Linked DNA regions of Ovis aries: region 1 is linked to region 2. A link is a contact called in public Hi-C data. All regions are on one chromosome and are shown on one strand. The core of a region is the stretch at or near the end of the contact, and the rest is flanking DNA. Distances in the headings are between cores, read along the strand shown. Region 1 has its middle 6.7 kb from the start of CORO1A. Region 2 holds the start of CLN3 (CLN3 lysosomal/endosomal transmembrane protein, battenin).

What was found. A called contact is a pair of places that touch in the nucleus more often than the background predicts.
Region 1: a Hi-C map of blood shows a contact between it and region 2, with 2.3 times the contacts expected there. The contact joins the enhancer-like site here to the promoter of CLN3 in region 2. A contact is called at or near these places in 3 of 16 Hi-C or Micro-C datasets (blood and tail adipose tissue).

The regions. Positions count from the first base shown.
Region 1 is chr24:26,658,698-26,662,614 of ARS-UI_Ramb_v3.0, forward strand. No RefSeq gene overlaps it. Among named protein-coding and RNA genes, the nearest start is that of CORO1A, 6.7 kb to the left of the region's middle. Within about 2 kb of position 1,559, at least 4 of the 54 cell types and tissues checked have an H3K27ac peak or open chromatin away from gene starts, as enhancers often do.
Region 2 is chr24:26,568,603-26,572,888 of ARS-UI_Ramb_v3.0, forward strand. It overlaps CLN3 (CLN3 lysosomal/endosomal transmembrane protein, battenin), which reads right to left and starts at 1,507. Exons shown (of 17, transcript XM_042240060.1): 1 at 1,027-1,507; 2 at 264-331. It overlaps APOBR (apolipoprotein B receptor), which reads left to right and starts at 1,820. Exons shown (of 4, transcript XM_004021213.5): 1 at 1,820-1,946; 2 at 2,287-4,286. The coding sequence starts at 1,890.

The DNA.
Region 1 (3,917 bases), core at 309-2,808, 90 kb after region 2:
GACAGCAAGGAGATTAAACCAGTCAATCTTAAAGGAAATCAATACTCATTGGAAGGACTGATACTAAAGGTGAAGCTCCAATATTTTGGTCACCTGATGTGAACAGCTGACTAATTGGACAAGTCCCTGATGATGGGAAAGATTGAGGGCAGAAGGAGAAGAGGACATCAGAGGATGAGATGGCTGGATGGCTTCACCAATGCAACAGACTTTGATCGTCTAAAAAGCACAACCCCAAAGTGAATTTTGTTTGTTTTTAAAATATATTTATTTTTTAATTGAATGATAATTGCTTTCCAGAATTTTGTTGTTTTCTGTCAAAATTGAGGGAGAGAGGTTCAAGAGGGAGGGGACATATGTATACCTATGGCTGATTCTTACTGATGTTTCACAGAAAACAACAAAATTCTGGAAAGCAAAAGTGAACCTTAACATCATCAAAAGTAGGACAACCAGACATTATATGCCTCCTATAAAATAAATTTATGTGTAGCATCACCTTTGCAGTATTCTTGTCAAAATCATCATTGTCATTATTACCACCACCTGGAAACTAATCAAGCCTCTATATTTAACTTCCCTGGTGGCTCAGCTGGTAAAGAACATGCCTGCCCAATGCAGGAGACACAAGAGACACAGGTTCAGTCCGGGGTTGGGAAGAGCCCCTGGAGAAGGAAATGGCAACCCACTCTAGTATTCTTGACTGGGAAATCCCAGGGACAGAGAAGCCAGGTGGGCTACAGTCCATAGGGTCGAAAAGAGACAGACACGACTGAGTATGCACCTATACACGTGCATATATATATATGTATACATATATATATATATATATATATATATATATATATATATGATCTTAGTTCCCCGACTAGGGATTGAACCTGTGTCCCCTGTACTAGAAGGCCGATTTTTAATCACTGGACCACCAGGGAAGTCTCCCACATAAGTCTTTAAGTAAAGAGGTGCCTGGGTCTCATTTGCAAGAAATTACTCTGATAGCCTAGACCCTGCCCCTGTGACCCCCAGGCCTTCTCACAGTTGTGGTCCTCACCCACCTGCAGGCTCTGCCCTGACTCACATTCAGGAGCCATTCTGGTTTTAAGTGGGTGGCCCCTAAGGATGCCTTGTGCATAGGCTCAGGCTTAAGCCAACGTTGCCAGCCACTTCTCACCAGCCATCTACTCAAGCGACCTTCCCCAGCTTTTTGAGACGATCACTGCTCCAGTTTGATGGAGAAAAGAGGTGAGAACTCCTTCAACCCCTCTGCTCCCACCAGAGACCACATCTTCATCTCCTATAAACAATCACAGACCGTCATCACAGAGGGGGTGTCCTCCTGGGGTCCAAGGTTAATTCCTCCCTCTTGGGACACATTCCTTCCCACTTCCTCAGTGACCTCACTCCATCGTTTAACCCCCTCTCCTGCATTACCACATTCTCCTCTCCACAAACCCTCTCTCTTTAGTATCTAAAAACAAGCTGAGGTCCCCTGTGCCTTTGGGGGAACCTCTCTCCACTTAGCAACCTCAAACCACTTCCCCATCTCTGTCTTACTTCACAATCAAGTTACTTGAAAGAGCTGTTTACACTTGTTGAATCTACTTCTGCATTTCCTACTTAGTCTCACGGGTCTGTCTTCTGTCCCCACCTTCCCACAGATGTGTCTTTGCCATGACCACCAATAATCTCCTGGTCATTACATCAAAGGAACATGCTACTGACCACTCCCTCCCTCTGGAATCTTTTCCTTTCTTTGGTGTCTGGGCCTGTTTCCTAATCACCTGTAATGCAGGGGACACAGGAGACTTGGGTTCAATCCCTCGGTTGGGAAGATCCCCTGGAAGAGAAAAATGGCACCCACTCCAGTATTCTTACCTGAAAAATCCCATGGACAGAGGAGACTGTCAGGGTACAGTCCGAAGGATCGCAATGAGTCAGACGTGAGTTAGCGACCATGCATGCATGCATGCCTCCTGATTCTCTCCTTTGCACTGCAGCTTTCTCCCAGGGCTCCAGAGGGTGTCTCTCCCTTTGCTTAACACACTGTCTGTAGACTGCTCCCCAAGACACCACCTCTCCTCCCAAACTCCCTACACCGTCTCTTTCACATTAGCAACTTCAAATTAAAAAAAAAAATAAAATATATATATATATATATATAATTTAATTTGCTGCACCAGGTCTTAGTTGCAGCACGAGGGCCCCTGCATCGGGAGTGACGAGTTTTAGCCACGGCACCACCAGGGAAATCCCTGCAGCTTCACGCTTCAACAGTCCCCAGGCTGTTTCTGTGGCCTCGTCCTGTTGCCTGTGCTCCCTAGTTCCGACCACCAACTCCATGGCTCAACCAGTATATCCCACTAGAACCTTAAGGAGAGGTTCACAAGAGGAGGAAGTCTTGACCTTGAATCTCTCCCTTTCTCTCCATGCCCACTGTCACCTCCCGAGCTGTGCTGCTTGGACCATCGCGCTAGCCGCCTGACCGACCACCTTCCTCTGATTCATCGTTCACAGCATCACTAGAGGCAGGTGATACTGTCATAGTGTGATCCCTGGTCATTCTCTGCCTACCTTACAAAATTTCACCAGGTCCTCAACACTTCCTGGAAAACGCTGAGACCACCTCAGGATGGCAGACTTCCTTGGTGGCTCGGACAGTAAAGGATCTGCCTATCCCTGGGTGAGGAAGATCCCTTGGAGACGGGAAGGGCAACCCACTCCAGTATTCTTGCCTGAAGAATTCCACGGACAGAGGAGCCTGGCGGGTTGCAGTCCGTGGGATCGCAATGAGTCATACACAACTGGGCGACTAACACTTTCACTTTTCAGCATGGCATCCAAAGCCCTTCATCATCTTCCTCCATCCACTCTTCTGGCTCATCAGTTCAGTTCAGTTCAGTCACTCAGTCGTGTCCGACTCCTTGCAACCCCATGGACTGCAGCACGTCAGACTTCCCTGTCCATCATCAACTCCCAGAGCCTGCTCAAACTCATCTCCATTGCGTTGGTGATGCCATCCAACCATCTCATCCTCTGTCGTCCCCTTCTCCTCCTGTCTTCAATCTTTCCCAGCATCAGGGTCTTTTCCAATGAGTCAGTTCTTCGCATCAGGTGGCCAAAGGATTGGAGTTTCAGCTTCAGCATCAGTCTTGGCTCATCATCCAAGCTCAACATGCTCCCTCATTCCTCTGGTCCAGGGGCTGAGCCCTCAGGTATCAACAAGGGGAGATGTGGAGGTGGGTGTTCTGGTTACCTCTTGCAGAGGAAACCATTCCAAAATTTTATGACTTAAAATGACAACTGCAGGAATTCCCTGGTGGCTCAGTGGCCAAGACTCCATGCTCCCAATGCAGGCGGCCCAGGTTTCATCCCTGGTGAGGGAACTGGATCCCACATGCTGCAACTAAGACTCAGCACAGTCAAATAAATATATGTTAAAACGACAACTGCTTTATTATCTCTCATTATTCTACGGTTTTGAGACAGCATTCCAAGAGAAGCGCTCAAGAGGCTAGGCTTGTCACTGGCGCAGGGTTACTTCCACCACATTCTGTTAGTTAAGCAGCCCGGATCCCAGGGGAGGGAAAATTAATGCCTCCTTCTGATGCAGAGAGTGACAAAGAATTTTCAGCCATCTTTAAGCCACCACAAAGACTAGGGAGGTCACACACCTCACTGATTCAGGCCAGGTAATTTCTAATAGGGATGGAGGAATTGTGGCTGCCCTAGCCCTTTGTCACCTGGAGGGCCCAGGGTAGCCAAACCTTCTGTTAGAAATACGGATTTTTAAGTGAGAGCTGCAGATCTCTCAGTATTGGCACCCAATTCAAAAATTTCTAAAAATATTACATGAGCAAAACTAAATATATCTTTGGTTTGGATGTGGTTTTTTCTGGCCAACAGTATTTTTGGACCCT
Region 2 (4,286 bases), core at 257-2,756:
TCAACGCCCCATTGCCGTCCCAGCTGCGAGTCCTCCGCTGCATTCACGCCCGGCGAGCCACGACCCTAACCCGAGGCTCCATCTCCCGCCCTCGCACGCCCTACCACCCCCGGTTGTCGGACTCTGCCCCCGTCCTCTCTAAAGCAGGGGGCCCTGCAGCCTGTACCTTTAAGAGCAGCTGAACATTTCGCACCCGCACCCTTAAACAGACAGTCACGTGACCGCACCGGCGGGTCCCTCATCACGTGCTTCAAGGTCCTCACCACTTCCGGGTCTTCTCTCTGCCTTCGTTTTAGACCTTCCCAACTCCGAGGCGTAGGAGAGATAGAGGCTGGGAGAACCCGGGAACCACCGGTTTAAAACTGGTGTGGATAGGATAAGCAACAAGAGCCATGATGTTAGGTAGCAGCGCCCAAGGCCTTGAACGTCGTGCCAGCACTAGTCATGGCTACCAACGGCTTCAGCTTCTCTCACGGCCTGCAACTGCCAGAAACAAATATGGCCACACAGCTACCCAAGACTTTCTGGCTGACAACAAAGGCAGCCGCATCACATTCTTATTCCTATCTGTTGCCTTTAGATTGCTTTAGAAACTGTAAGTAAAGATAGCACCCACCTAATAAGATGTCATGAGTTATCTCTTGGCAGTATCCAAGAGTTAAGAGAACTCTTTTCTTAATTTATGTTAGAACCAAGGTAGTTCAACCCTAGTTTTGCAGATGAGAAAACAAAAAAGGAAAGTTACTGATGATTGTACAACATCAGACCTAAAGGTGACTTTAGAAACTCGGCATTAAGAAATAGAGCACCAGGGACAGGGTTGGTGGCTCAGCTGGCTGCAGATTCCTGCCTGCATTAAGGGTGATTAGACCAAATGATTCTAAGGCTGGAGATTCTGAGTCTGCGATCTCATCTAGTTCCTCTCATTGAAAATTTGGAATGTGAGGCTCCGGGAGGGAGTAGAGGAAGAGGTGTAGATTAAAGTCATTTCACGTAGTCCCAAATAAGGAGCAATTATTCTCTTACCTTCCTCTAGGTGGTAAAGCAGCATCCTGTGTTTTCTTCATCACGTCCTTCCCCTGCTAATCTCTCTTGTGGGCTTCCAACAGTCAGTGCCCACCTCTCCCAGCTCTTCCTCCCCACCAGGCCTTCAGACTTGCTGTTTGAAAGGTACCCCCTATGGTATGCTTCCCAGATCACTCAACCAATGAAAAACAGGATCCTACTACCCATACTGGGCTCTAGAAATTCAGCAACATGTCATACATGGCCTCCTCCTTCAAGGAACTCAAAGGAAGGTGGGAGGTAGACGTGAATAACCACAGTACAAAGTGTAGCCAAGTTTCGTTTTGCAAGAATGACTACAGATGAGCAAATGGGCATTGGAGCCACCAATCCAGCTCTTTCTTCCTCTTGGGGAAGCATTAATGACCCTGAAATGAGAAACCAGAGCTCTTACCAGCCCCCTGCTCACTCCTACTCTTTGTCCCCAGGCAAAACAGGAACCACAAACCCCAGCTTCCTCTCACAGAGAGGCTGTGGCTTTGAGGGGAGACGGAAATGGCTGAGGTGTAAATACAAGACCTGAGTCACTTGAGCTGCAGTTGCCCCAAACTGCCTCAGCAGACCCCAATTCTGAGATCTCCGGCTCCCACTTTTCCCTTTTGGTCTTCCTCCCTTACCCTCTAGTTCCAAATGCACATCCAAGTCCCTTATGTGATAGATACCTATTTTCCAACCTGTGCTGGAAGCAGCTGTGGGCAGGGCTTGGGGTGGGGATACGTCAGGAAGAGACAGGGGAAGAGGAAGTGTCTTGGGTAGTGGGGAAGACTGGTTCAGTGGGTGGGGACAGTCATTATCGGTTTTCTGGACACACAGAGACAGACAGGATGGATTTCCTCCGGCTACATCTCCCTGGGCTGCATCAGGCCTTGAGGGGGGCACTGGTGAGAGGGGCATAGAGATGCTGGAGACTTTCACCCTGCTCTCTAGGGCCTCACCTTCCTTTCTCCCTTTGAGTCTCTCCTCAAACCCAGATTCCTTCCCCAGGATCACTCAGCCTGTTAGCCCAATCTTCTCTGGATTTCAATCCCCCAACCCCCACAAACACATCCACAGACCTCTCATTTGGGCCCTTTCCTACTCCTTCTGCAGGTCCTGTCCTCCTCCTTCCCCCAGATCCTAGAACTCCTCTTTCTTATCCTGAGTTCCTCTGGTCCAGGGCCCCCAGGGAAAGGGCTGGGCCTCCCCTAAATGCCTTTTGTCTCCCTCTCTCTTTTTCCCTAGGAGTCTCTCAGCACCTTTGTTTCCTACCTTATAGGAGATGAAGTCCCCACTGTAGAGAGGAAGGAGGCATGTGCAGCTGAGGAACCGGGGGAGGTGGCTGCAGGAAGGCCCCTGGGGAAGGTGGAAGAGGAAGCCCAGGAGGCCCTGGAGGATCTTGGAGGCAGTCAAAGCAAGGAGAATGGAGGGCTGAGACAGCCTGGAGAGACTGGAAGATGCTGGGAGGAAAGCTCAGCTACAGAACAGACCTGGGGTGGGGGAGAAGGCAGCTCCCGTGGGTCTCAAGCTGAGAGGCAGGACACTGAGGACTGGGAGGCAGCCAAAGCCATCAGATGCCAGGATTCAGGTATCCCCTTGGAGACCAGAAAGAAGTCTGAGGCAGGGTCTGAGGCTGGTCAAGATAGGAGGAGCCAAGCTCTGGAGAGCCAGGAGCATGATGAGCAGGAAGTGAAGAGAGAGGAGACACCGAGAACACGGGAATGGGAGGAGGAAGAGGTCAGGGCCGCAGAGCCAGTGGTGGTGGGAGGGGTGGAGTCAGAGTGGGCCTGGCACAAGGAGCCTGAGGGGAAGGCCGGTGCTGATGGGCACAAGGTGGCAGGGGATGGCAAGGAATCAGAGCAGGTCGTAAGTGAGGCAGCCGCAGCGGAGATCCAGGGCCCTGGGGCTAAAGGGGCTGGGAGGGAAGAAGGGGTGGCAGTGGTCAGGTGTGGCCGAAGCACAAGGGCACAGGGGACCCAGGAGCCAGGGGCAGAATCTGAGGATGGGGAAGCCTTGGGCAAGGAGGAGGCTGACCTCCCAGGAGTTGAGGAGACAGAATATGGGGCAGTTCCAGGAGAAAGGATCCCAGAGGGTACTGGGAGAGTCTGGGCCCTAGAGGAGACCTCTAAGAGAGACCAGGAGGAGGAGGTGGATGAGAATAGAGAGACCGAAGCAAGCCTGTTCCCTGAACAGACCCAGGTCCTAGGATCTGGGAGAGTGGAAGAAGAAGCCAAAGGCCAGGCAGCAGGGAGGGAGGCTGAGGAAGGTCTGAGGTCAGTGGGGGAGGTAAGGGAGGGCTTTGAGGGCCAAGCAGATCAGACTGAGGAAGAGGCCGTGGGGAGGCAAGACTCAGAGGTCAAGGCTGGTCAAGCCAGTCTCAAGGAGGTAGTACAAACAGATGAGGCTGAGGAGCAGAGGAAGGAGAGTTGCTTGGCCGCAGAGGCTGAGCTGCCCCAGAACAAAGTAGCCAATGAGGCTAAAGGGGATGTTGACTTAGAGGCAACCCCAGAGGCCAGGCCCCAGCAGTTCAATGGGGGGAGCGGGGAGGAAGAGACTCAGACCGGGGATGAAGCATTGGAGGGGGAGTGGGGTGGCCTTGAGCACAAGGTCACTGAAGGCCAAGAACCTGAGCTGATGGGAGGCCCCCAGACCACAACAGAGCAACTCGAGGAAGGGCCAGTGGGTAAAGAAGAGCTCCGGAGCATTCTAGCCCCAGGCAGAGAGGAGACAAGGAGGAGCCAGCAGGAATGTCCCAGGCACGTGGGGCATGTGAAGCCTAACAGCTCTGTGGCCGAAGCCTGGGAAAACAGAAGAAAGGATGTGGAGAGAGATGATGCCCAGGAGGAAAAAGGAGATGCTGAAGAGGGGGAGGAGGAGGCTACAAGAGGCCAGGCATCGGTGGTGGAGGCTGCAGGAGGCCGAGAGTTGGCACGGCCAGCGATCCCAGAGGCAGGTGGGGAGTGGATGAAAGCAAAGGAAGCCTGGCATGGAGCAGAGGAGGGGGAGGCCCCGGGAGCAGAGGACCAGGAGCAGGGCGGAAGGCTTGGGGCAGAAGCAGGGACCAGCCAGTTCCTGGGAGAGCTGGACACCAGAGAAACCCAGGAGGAGGAGGTCGAGGCCGCTGGGTCCTGCGGGGAGGACAGAGCCTCCAGGAGAGGCTGGAGGCTGGAGGCAGAGGCTATGAGCCCCCAGAGCAGCGAGGGCCCGGAGGCAGATTCTTTGGCTGTCCAGATGGTGGAGGATAA